Regions from separate parts of the Mus musculus genome. Here regions 1, 2 and 4 are each linked to region 3. Evidence: chromatin contacts called from public HiChIP or PLAC-seq and promoter capture Hi-C data. All regions are on one chromosome and are shown on one strand. Each heading gives the region's core, a stretch centred on a gene start, on an enhancer-like site or on the middle of the called end of the contact. The rest is flanking DNA. Distances are from core to core; before and after follow the strand shown.

Region 1 (2,700 bases), core at 13-2,512, 1.8 Mb after region 3:
AAGATTTTTTTTCAAGAGTAATTGTTATTTTGGTTGTATTAGGTAAGAAATTAACATTAACTTAATATGCAAGTGAGAGAGGTATGAGTAGGGAAAGCATGAAAATAAGAAAAAATTCACAACGTGAGAAGACTGAGGAAACAGGCAGTTTGCAACTCCTAAAACAGGAACATTTTACTTCATAAGGTCAGATGACTAATCTGGACGTCAAATAAAGACTTTAGGACAGATCAAACCTGTACAACTTAGAAAAACCTAACTACATAATGCCCACAAGTCTGAAAGACTAAGCATTAGTGCTATGGCTAATTTTAACACATAAAACCTGAATAGAAGTGGCACAACTAAGTAAGAAGTCATGTGTCCCAGCCCTGGAACCCTAGCAAAGCTTTCTGAAATAAGAGAGACCTCTCTATATGATGATACCAACAAAGGCACCCAGAGCAAGCGGTTTACTCTCCGGAGTTCCAACTAACTTTTCCTCCTTTTGCAACCAACATCTGTACTGCAGTGCACATCTTAGGGCTAACCTGGGTGGTAAAGAAACTATATCCACGTCTACTTTACATTAATCTGGTCAATCAAAAGCCCCGAACAGGATGTTACGACCGAGAGCTGGTACGTTTCACGGTGGATAGCTACCGGAAAACTAACATTTCAAATCTTCAGGCTCCACTGTCCAGTTCTTTCCTACCCCAGAATCTGCAATCTTCCAGCAGCCTGTCTGTCTACTCTGTCTCTCGCTTCACGGCTCGCCCCCGAGTACCGGAGCACATCAGGAAAACGGAGCGCAGAGTTCGATCGGGAAAATACCTCTCGACTCCTCCGAAAACTCACAACCTCAAAAAGTTTAAAGCAGCATTAGAAAAGCCAGTCGGGAGGGGACGCCATGGTGGTCCCCCCAACTCCACACAGGGATGAGCTCGGCTGCTGTGGTTGTGGCCAAGAAGCGGTCGGCACCATCCGCTCGCCCACCCGGAATCCTTCCCGCTTTCCAACCCGAAAGTTTGCTGTATGGACGTCCGGCCTAAAAGACAATGCTGGCTGGGGCGAGCCCCTCCTCTCGGGGGCTCGGCTTTGGAGAACGGCTCGGCGGCGTGGCGTCCACGCGCGCGTCCCCTCGGAAGACGCGTCCCGCTTCGGGGCAGCCGAGTCCCACGCGGGACTCGTCCCCCTTCGCCCGCCGCCGCAGTCCCTACCTCAGCGCCCGCAGCCCGCGCCGCCTCCCAGCCTCCGCCTCGGCCGCACGCACGCACGCACTCACGCACGCACACACCCGCCCACCGCGGGCCCGCTTCCCGCCCCCCGCCGCCGTCGCGGCGCGCACGCCCAACACGGACCTGCCAAGGGGGTCGAACCCGAGGCGGCCGTGGTGGTGGCGTTGGCGACACAGCCCCGGCCCCGCCCTCCACTTCCTGGTGCGGCGGCTAGGACGCTCGCTCCCAGCAACCACCGCGACGCCGCTCCGAAAAGGCGCCTGCGTCACGGCGTGCTCCGCCCCGAGTTTCCATGACGACCGGAGCGCGCTCAAAGGCTGCCGGTAGCCACGTTTACTCTACCAGCTCTGCTCTAGGGAAGAACGGAAAGCCGCTTTTCTTGGCACAAAGTCGGAGCAGCTCCTTCAGCCGGCTCTGGAGTCTAACCCAACCGGCAACATTACCAATAAATCTGTCATATTTTTTGGAGGGTGGGTGGTTTTGGTTATTTGAGACAAGGTCTTCCTGTGTTGCCCTGATTGGCCTGGAACTTGAATTAAAGTTGCAGAGATCGTTCTGCCTCGGCCTACCAAGTGCTGCTCCATGCCAAGCTTTTTTATTTTATTTCAAATACCACTCACCAGAACCACCTTTAACAAGTGGCGGGGGGCTTGGGGGTGGGAGGGACAGTCTAGCAAAGGCAAACTCAACATAGAATTCAACTTCTGGACTTCAACCTCAAAACTTACAGCTCAGCTTCTGCGCTTCGAACACCGGCTCTTTTCATACCTGTGACCTGTCTTTGATTTTTTGGGGGACAATATAAGATGTGGGTGCGATATTTGGCAACAACAACAAATAATAATAATTGGCCCATCCTGCACCCTACAACTATCCTTGTTTGTACAGCCTAATCCAGTATTTAAATATCCCATAGCTGTAGTTTATTAGTACTAATTACTTTGGGTCTTAGTTTTGTATGTCCCGCCCCCCCCCCAACATAGGATACTAGTGATGATGCAGAAACTAACTTTGTATAACTAAATTTTTGTCAGGTCCAAAGGAGAGTCCAATTCTTCAAACTTCAAATGACAGTCCGAAGATCCACTAGTTAACTTAATCTGGACTATACGAGGAGTTCTAACAACTGACAAAAGACGGCGGCATTCCTCCGGAACTTGTGAAGCTCTAGTTTCTGTCTAGGAAAATGACTCATTTCCCTTTCCTCCAGCAAAAGTGACTTATGGCTCTCCAATTAACATGTCAGCACAAGGTGCAAGCCCGGCAGCCTCCAGACTCCCTCAGTCCCTACAAGCACTTATACATTTCAAAGCCTGCTCACCAGTCCCCTGGCCCTTCCCACCCGCCCACCGATTACTCATTCTTCTTGTTCACTCTTCTCCGCTCCTGCTGCTGCTTTTCTCAATAAGCTTCCCCTATTTTCTATCAGTGGCCATTTTCCCGTTTCTTGTAGACAGTCCTGGCAAAGCCCAGTCTGCTACAC
Region 2 (2,700 bases), core at 136-2,635, 1.3 Mb after region 3:
TCAGAGGACTCGTAGCCTTCACAGCTCACCACAGTTTTGCCAAATTTGTATGCAATATCCAAGTCGGTCTTACATTCCCACTGTGAAAGAGAGAGCGTCAACGTCAGAGACTAGGTCTACTGGGTGCTTCTTAGACTGCTGGCGGGCGGGTACACGAGCACTCACTCTGTCGCTTTTCCTTATTCCCCAGATGGCACATTGCACATCCTTCTGTACGTGTTGTAGGGGTCGGGGGAGGTAATTGTTTTTGTTTTGTTTTGTTTTTAGAGTCAAGGTTTCTCTGTGTAGCCCTGGCTGTCCTGGACTTACTTTGTAGACAAGGCTGGCCTTGAACTCACAGAGATTAAAGGTCTGCACCAACACAGCCAGCAGATGTAGTAATCTGAATAGATTTGGCCCCTATAGACTCATGAATTTGAATGCCTGGCCCATAGTGAGTGGCACTAGTAGGAGGTTTGGCCTTGTTAGAGGAAGTGTGTCACTGTGGGGGTGGACTTTGAGGTCTCCTATGCTCAAGCTATGCCCAGTGTGGCACACAGACTCTGCTGCCTACAGATAAAGATGTAGAGCTCTCAGCTCCTCCCACACCAAGTCTGCCTATATCCTGCCGTGCATCCCACCATAATACTGACTAAACCACTGAAACTGTAAGCCAGCCCCAAATTAGATGTTTTCCTTTATAAGAGTTGCCATGGTTATGGTGTCTCTTTACAGCAACTAAGACAACACATGTCAGTTATTCCACAATTTATAAAACAAAGGCAAATCTTCAAACTATCACCTGATTGCCACTGTTGTCATAGGTACATCCTGTACAGCTAGATGGTTTAGATGTTAATCATTAAAGAATCAGTATCAGGGAAGAACCCCCTAACTGGTTATCTAATACCACCTGGTCAGTTCTAAGAATACACATGCTTGCAAAAGTGAAGGGACTCAGCACATTGTATTTAAATATTAATTATGTATATTGTATATTATTGTATATATACAGTAATAACAACTAAAGGGGAAAAGGCCGTGAATTCAAGGGGAGTGTGTGAGAGGACTTAGAAAAAGGAACGGGAAATGATGTGAACACAGTGAAATGGTTGTTAAACAAGCGTCAGATAAATAAGAGCTAATGATTTCTGCAAAGCAAAACTTCCCATGCACGTTTTCTAAAAGCATGGACTGACTTTACAGGGGCTAATCCCACATAATCTTCTTTAACTTTTTTAAAACAATATTTATAAAACTCCAAAAAGAGTCCATGATGCTTACATTTTACAGGGGGTGGGGGGGTGGGGGGAGAAGAGACCTAGAGAAAACAGGGTTTCAGCCAGAGATGACTGCCCAAAGGCTCAAGTCCAAGGCCAGCTGAGGCTGCACACCATGTTTCAGGCCAGCCAGGGAACACAGAAATATCTCTCATCAAAACAACAAAACTCAGACTGGAGTGTAAGGCAGGCAGGGGCTGAGCATGTACAACATCCATGTACAACAGCACCATCAAAAACTAAGTAGACAGATAAGATGTTTTCCTCCCAAGGTTTAGAGGTACAAGCCAGGCCAGTGTAACCGGTTCTGTTGGTTGTGTTTTGTTCAAATTCTCTTTCAAGTTCAGGTGCACTGTTTTACTGTTTATAATAAATAGCTAGGCTGAGGTGTAATTCGACAATCCCCAAAGAAACCTCAGCCCGTGCACAGCTGCCACTTCCCCTTCCTGGCCCCCACCCTGTCTGCTTTACCTCCCCCTACTTAGCCATTTCCTGTGAGGAGACTCCAAGGAGTCTGTAACTGCTGTCTTCCTTCAGCAGAGCATTTTCAAAGCCCACCCGTGTTACAGTATCAAGCAGCACCTTGTCCTTCCTAATGACTTAAACAACACTCTACCTTAGGAATGGACTACACTGTATGACTCATTCCCAAAGGACATTCCAGCTGTCTCTAGGTTTTAGCTATTTGAATATTCCTGCAAATATCTTTATAGATTTGGGGAAGAAATGTGTCTTTAGTTCTCTTGAATACATAGGAGTATATGTATGTATAGGAGAGGCATAATTAGGGCATCTTTCTTTTTGTTTTCTCTCTCTCTCTTCCTCCCTCCCTCCCTCTCTCTCCCTCTCCTCTCTCTCCCCCCTCTCTCCCCTCTCTCTCCCCTCTCTTTTCTTTTCTCTCTCTCTCCCTCTCTCTCCCTCTCCTCTCTCTCCCCTCTCTCTCTCCCTCTCTCTCCCCTTTCTCCCCTCTCTCTCCCTCTCTCCCCTCTTTTCTCTCTCTCTCCCTCTCTCTCCCTCTCCTCTCTCTCCCCTCTCTCTCTCCCTCTCTCTCCTCTCTCTCCCCCTCTCTCTCCCTCTCTTCTCTTCCCTCTCCTCTCCCCTCCCCTCCCCTCCCCTCCCCTCCCCTCCCCTCTCTCTCTCTCTCTCTCTCTCTCTCTCTCTCTCTCGCTCATTTTGGAGGCTTTTAAGACAGGATCTCACTATGAACCTCTGGCTGTCCTGGAACTCACTCTGTAGACCAGGCTGGCCTCCAACTCAGAAATCCACCTGCCTCAGCCTCCTGAGCACTGGGATTAAAGGCGTGGGCCACCAAACCCAGCTTTGGGGCATCTTTCTTGATGATTTCTTTCAAGCCCAAATGTTTTTTATTTACATAATATGCTATTTTTCTTTTTGTTGCTGTATGCCTCTAATCCCAAGACTTGGGAAGAAGCCGCAAGGA
Region 3 (2,700 bases), core at 176-2,675:
TTTAAAAATAAGCAAGCAGAATTTGAGACTGGAAAAGTGATTTTTCTTCTTTTTATGGTTAGATGCACTGGCTGCCTTTTTAGAGACCCCGGTTCAATCGCCAGTGTGTGAGAAATACCAAGTAAGAGTCTTGTCTTATGACAAGTGTTTAACCATGACCAAGGCAACTCTTAGAAGGATAGCGTTTAATTGGGGCTGGCTTATAGGTTCAGAGGTTCAGTCCATTATCATCAAAGTGGGAGCATGGCACCATCCAGGCAGGCATGGTACAGGAGAAGCTGAGAGTTCAACATCTTGCTCCAAATGCAAACAGGAGAAGACTGACTTTCAGGCAGCCAGCATGAATGAGGGTCTTAAAGCTCATGCCCACAGTGACAGACTTCCTCCAACAAGGCCACATCTACTAATAGTGCCACTCCCTGGGCCAAGCATATTTAAACCACCACAAGTCTTTTCTATGGATACTATAAAACTTGGGTTTAAGACAAAGAATTGAAATCTTTTTATCTTCCTCCACCTTGTGAGACTTTTAATGAAAATGTTTCGATCCTTCAGATCCAGAAAAACTACTGTTTACTCAAAGAACTGCTCCTTTATTCCAATGGCCCCTTTCCCCATCCTCCACTTCCTGTGCACCAATTCTTTTCAGACTAGCCAATCAAATCAGGCTGTGAAACAACGGGACCTCAAATCAGGAGGAAGAGACACACACAGGCCACACCCTAAGTTAAAATAATCACCAAACACACTTCCTGACTTGTATGTATTCACTCTTCGAGCATACCCGCTTGATAAAGAGTAAAGTTCATCTTGCCCAGACACTTAAGTTGGAATGGTAGTTTCTTCCTTCGCCTCTCAAAAACACCCACATGGCAACTCCCATGTTGGGTTCTAACTCCAATCCCAGGGACAACGCTCTCTTCAGCCTCCCTGGGGTACTGCACACACGCGGTGCAGACATGCTCGCAGGTAAAACACCCATAAACACAAGGGGGGGGGGTGGAGACGAATGAAAATGATTTTTAAAAACGTCCCCAAATGCCAAACAGCATTGGAAAGGATGCAATCCTGTAGATTTCAGCGTTGTGGAATCTAGACCCTAGGAACGCATCTGCAGAAGGGCATACATAGACTACACTGGTCGTTGTCAAAGCAGCTTCTGCTACAGTGGGGGAAAAAAAGTAAATAGATTTTGAGTTACTGGGAGGAAAGACCTTAGAACTTGCAGCAAACACTAATTAGGGCAGCTTCACGCGCGCATCCCAGGCAACCGGCGCAGCACCATTTTCGAACCTGCGGGCTACCCACGCCCACTTCCCCAAATCGCTCGCCTCCCGGGCTCTCTCCCGCCGCCGTCCTACCGCGCGCGCGCGGGGAGAAAAAGGAGGGGACCCGCCCACTGCGCCTGCGCGGCGTGACAACGCCACACGCTCCCGGAAGTAGGAGGCGTCCGGCGGAGTTTGTGTGGCGGCCGCCGCGGGAACGTGAAGCGCGGTAGTTTTTCAAGGGAGAGAGCGAGGCGGCTTCCCGCGGGTCTCGGTGGACCGACAGTGAGCGTCCGCGGCCGTCTCGCGGCCCGCGAGAGGCGGCATGGAGGACGAGCGGGGCCGGGAGCGTGGCGGCGACGCGGCGCAGCAGAAGACGCCGCGGCCGGAGTGTGAGGAGTCCCGGCCGCTGAGCGTGGAGGTGAGGTCGGGAGCTCGCGCGCGCGTGCGGGGCGGCCTCGCTCGCTCCCCTGCTCCGTCCTAGTCGGGGCGAGCATCGTCGGCCTCGAGAGGGAGGAGGTCAGGCGGGAAGTTCCGAGTGAGAATTCCGCGTAAACATTCGGCGCGCGCGGGCGCACTGCCGTTCCATCAGCCCCGTGGCGCTGATTGGCTGGGTTCTCTCCAGCGCCCACCCTCCCCGCCAGATGCGGCGGCAAGCCTTTCGGGGTGCTCGGACAGCCCGTGTCTTCCCAGCCCCAGACGGCCCACTGCCCTCTGCACCCCGAGGTGCATCTGTTCCCGAGAGGACCCTCCCCCGGTCTTTCCCCGTCCCCTACTGTCTCGCCCAGAACCCTGCCACGACCGGCTTTCTAAGTGATTTGCTACTTCCTCACGGCATGGGCAAGATCAGGAGATGATCCCCGGACTTCTGTTTTTCATCTTGATGAATTAGTGTTGGCTAGCGCCGCGGGTTGTGAGCGAGATGCTAAATTCTGTCGCTTTTTCGTAAGAGGAGTTGAGTACTGACACCCAGGTTATTCATTCATTGGCAGGGTAGAGAGATAGATGGCTTGGGTGTGAAAGGCTAGGCTCAAAAACCAAAATGTCAGAAGGTGGGTATTCCATAGAGGCGTCCCAATGCCTTTATTCTTTCCATTTACACCTTCGTGTAGTAGCCAGAATAGCCTTTTAAATATTATTTTTTAAAATGTGTGTGTGTGCGCAGGTGCCTCTGAAGACCAGGAAAGGAGGTATGGGTCTTGGGGAAGAGCAGAGTTTGTTCTTCATGGTTAAGCTGTCTATCAGGCCTCTAGAGTTTCCTTTTGACAGTCTGTGCCGAGGTTGCGCTGCGCATTCCGTGCCTTCTTCAGTTTGCCCCTCTGCTCAGTTCATATACACATCTTCGTCCACTCTGGCTTCCTTGTGTTCTTTTATCGTGGAGTGTTTTGTAACGTAAGGATCTTGTGCTCCTCTTGTCCGGAGCATGCTTCTCTGG
Region 4 (2,700 bases), core at 11-2,510, 1.4 Mb after region 3:
TTAAAGTGCAAGAGAGCATCACCACACCACATCACCTGAACAGGTGTGTCCCTCTGAATGAAGGTAGGCTGTTCAGCTGAAACTTTAAACGTCTTGCAAGAGCTCACAATGATGTATTTCAAAGTCTGAAAGTACTCTGGTACTGCACCCACTAAACCTACGTGTTCTAGCTAAAGGAAAAATAAACACTTTCTACTGCAAAAACAGACTCAAAGCTGGGCAGTGGTGGCGCACGCCTTTGATCCCAGCACTCCGGAGGCAGAGACAGGTAGATTTCTGAGTTCGAGACCAGCCTGGTCTACAGAGTTAGTTCCAGGATAGCCAGGGCTATACAGAGAAACCCTGTCTCAAAAACCAAAAACAAACAAACAAACAAACAAACAAAACCAGACTCAAAGAACACATTACCACTAAGCCAGGTCTACAGAAGACCTGAAGGAATCTTTCAGATTGAAGAGAGAAACAAGTCCCTCTGAGAAATCATAAAAAAGAATAAACCACACTAGAAAAACTGTTAAAACAATACAACAACCACTATAAAAACCAGGAAAATGGCAGGAGCCATAACTCTGAGTAACCAAGGGTGACCTTGAATTTGTGATCCTTCCTGGGCTGGGTTTATGGGTGGGTTCTGCCATGGCCAGTTTCGTGTGACTCTCTGGAATGAACTCTGGACTTCATGCATGCTAAGCAAGCACTGTACCAACTGAGCCAACAGCCCCAACACACCCCCTTTAAGATATTTCTTGGTGTGACTAGAAATTGCTTAATTAAGAAACAGATTGTCCCGGATAACCAGGAGTGGGCCAGATTCAATCAGTTTAAAGGGTTCAGAGCAACACTGAAACTTCCCCCCTGAAAAGAAGAAATTCCACCTGTGGGTAGCAGCTTGGCCTTCCAAATGAAAAAGTCCCAGCTTGATCTACGGGTTTCGAACTTGCACAGCAGATCCCTAACTAATTCCTAACAAAACCCTCGTAATTCATATCTCCTGCTGGTTTTGCTTCTCAGAATGAATCCTTATTATGCCACCTGGGTCCTACGTAGCAGTAGTTGGGAGATGGAAAGACAGCTTGGTTTCTTCAAAGTTTAATAGCGTGAGATGACAAAGCCTCAGAAGAGCCAAGCACACACACATACACACGCATACGCGCGCACGCGCGCGCTTGTAAAGAGACGTTTAAAAACTGGATTTGATGTTCAAAAGAGATTTTGACAGGCTTAGGGAGGAAGTTAAACGTAGAGTGAACTTAACGATAAGGATCAGGGCTGATGGGGTTAGGATAGACTTGGTAAACACTGTCAAGTGGAAAAAACGACTTTCCAGGAGGCAGAAGCGAAGCAAGCCAAGCCAACCCCGAAAAGCAAACCATCCTCAGCACGCAAGCGCGAACCTGGAAAGCAGAAGGCGGGTCTCTCAGGCCCCGCCTCTCCCAGGCCGTGCCAGGCTCTGCAATCCCATGCAGAGATCATCGCTCTAGCCAGGCTGCAAAAATCGATCTCAGCTCTTCCTGAGACCCGGGCTTGACGATGGCGGAGAAGACGCAAAAGAGGTACGTGTTAACACCTCCGCAGGGGCAGAACCCGTTTCTGGTCGCGGCGTGGGGGCACTGAGACGGTGTATAGGTGGATGGCTCCATAATCCCATACCTGGCGTCCGTGGGGTGTGGGGGCGGAGAGGGTTTGTTCCGTGACCCCCACCCATCCCAGCACGCCTGCGCAGACTCCATTGGGGCTGCGTGGGGGACTCAGGGAGGCTGAGGGAGGTTGTGCGGGCGAGAAGGCTGCTCAGCGGTGGCTGCACCGTCGGCCCTGCCTCTGATCAGGAAGAGGGAGGCCTGGAAGAAGACACTGATGCTGTCATCCTTATGTCAGTGCCTGAGAGCCCAGGGCCGGCAACTATGGCTTTTCCTGTCACAGTCTTCACCAGTGAGAGCCGTTGGTGGAAAGAGACCGCATGGATAACAGAAAAGCATAGGGATTCATTTGCCGTTGCCTCCTTTGTCCTGGGATTAATGTCTTGAGATATACATATACATATACAGCTGTATGTATATGCATGTATCGGTGTTAAGGTGTGTGCGTGTGAATGTTGTCTCTCAAGCCAGAAGAGGGCGTGGATCGCCCCGGAAGCAAGCATTCAGTTATCACAGGACAAAGATCTAGAGAGACAGGGTGTTTCTGGGCAACTTTCGGCTCAGAATCGAGAATACTGGTGTCAGAACAGTGACGCCCCAGGAATAAACTTTGCTCTAAGAACTTTGTGGTATGCATTATCATTTGATGGTCTGTAGAAATTCTAGGGTTAGTGTCCTGATGAGTTCTAACTGTCAGCTTGAAACAACTTAGAGTCATCTGGGAAGAGGGAACCTCAATTGAAGGATCGTCCATGTCGGGGTGAGTGTCTTGATCTGTGATTGAGATGGGAAGGCCCATCCCACTGTGGGCAGAGCCATCTCCAGTCGGGTAGGCCTGGGCCATTTAAGAAAGCTACTTAGCAAGTGGGCCAGTAAGCAGTCATAGTTCCTGCCCTGAGCTCCCTGGGCATGGTGAGCAGGAAGTGTAAGGCGAATAAACCGTCTCCTCCCCACGCTGCATTTGGTCATGGTCTTTATCACAGCGACAGAAAGCAAGACAGAACAGTTAGAATACTGTTAAGAAATAAAATCCAAAGCTGTTTTGTTAAGCATTTAAAAGTAT

Evidence for each region. HiChIP or PLAC-seq counts read pairs in DNA pulled down with a chosen protein or histone mark. Capture Hi-C pulls out chosen DNA fragments and counts their contacts.
Region 1: a contact with region 3 is called in a promoter capture Hi-C map of liver, with 5 times the contacts expected there. The contact joins the promoter of Gtf2e2 here to the promoter of Eri1 in region 3. A contact is called at or near these places in 3 of 39 promoter capture datasets (the C10 cell line, liver and pre-B cells) and 1 of 9 other capture datasets (liver).
Region 2: a contact with region 3 is called in an H3K27ac HiChIP or PLAC-seq map of T-cell acute lymphoblastic leukemia, with 14 times the contacts expected there. The contact joins the enhancer-like site here to the promoter of Eri1 in region 3. A contact is called at or near these places in 3 of 39 promoter capture datasets (HPC-7-derived erythroid cells, embryonic stem cells and hippocampal neurons), 1 of 484 Hi-C or Micro-C datasets (erythroblasts), 8 of 115 datasets of contacts at active chromatin or transcription factors (the 230-238 cell line, T-cell acute lymphoblastic leukemia, Th17 cells and 5 more) and 2 of 9 other capture datasets (adipose tissue and liver).
Region 4: a contact with region 3 is called in a promoter capture Hi-C map of liver, with 8 times the contacts expected there. The contact joins the promoter of Dctn6 here to the promoter of Eri1 in region 3. A contact is called at or near these places in 7 of 39 promoter capture datasets (the 3T3-L1 cell line, cranial neural crest, hippocampal neurons and 3 more), 4 of 484 Hi-C or Micro-C datasets (B cells, CD4 T cells, CD8 T cells and 1 more), 3 of 115 datasets of contacts at active chromatin or transcription factors (astrocytes, embryonic stem cells and large pre-B cells) and 2 of 9 other capture datasets (adipose tissue and liver).

The regions. Positions count from the first base shown.
Region 1 is chr8:33,730,629-33,733,328 of GRCm38.p6, reverse strand. It overlaps Gtf2e2 (general transcription factor II E, polypeptide 2 (beta subunit)), which reads right to left and starts at 1,262. Exons shown (of 8, transcript NM_026584.3): 1 at 1,200-1,262. It overlaps 1700104B16Rik (a long non-coding RNA gene), which reads left to right and starts at 842. Exons shown (of 2, transcript XR_004691281.1): 1 at 842-1,540; 2 at 2,252-2,700.
Region 2 is chr8:34,162,521-34,165,220 of GRCm38.p6, reverse strand. It overlaps Saraf (store-operated calcium entry-associated regulatory factor), which reads right to left. Exons shown (of 6, transcript NM_026432.4): 3 at 1-80. Among named protein-coding and RNA genes, the nearest start is that of Mir6395, 2.8 kb to the left of the region's middle. Within about 2 kb of position 1,385, at least 67 of the 459 cell types and tissues checked have an H3K27ac peak or open chromatin away from gene starts, as enhancers often do. A contact at or near this core is called in T-cell acute lymphoblastic leukemia, liver and memory CD8 T cells, where this site is marked.
Region 3 is chr8:35,494,258-35,496,957 of GRCm38.p6, reverse strand. Eri1 (exoribonuclease 1) reads left to right here and starts at 1,425. Exons shown (of 7, transcript NM_026067.3): 1 at 1,425-1,686. The coding sequence starts at 1,591. It overlaps Gm51568 (a long non-coding RNA gene), which reads right to left and starts at 1,432. Exons shown (of 2, transcript XR_003947532.1): 1 at 1-1,432.
Region 4 is chr8:34,107,272-34,109,971 of GRCm38.p6, reverse strand. It overlaps Dctn6 (dynactin 6), which reads left to right and starts at 1,260. Exons shown (of 7, transcript NM_011722.4): 1 at 1,260-1,553. The coding sequence starts at 1,531. It also overlaps a transcript of Mboat4 not described here.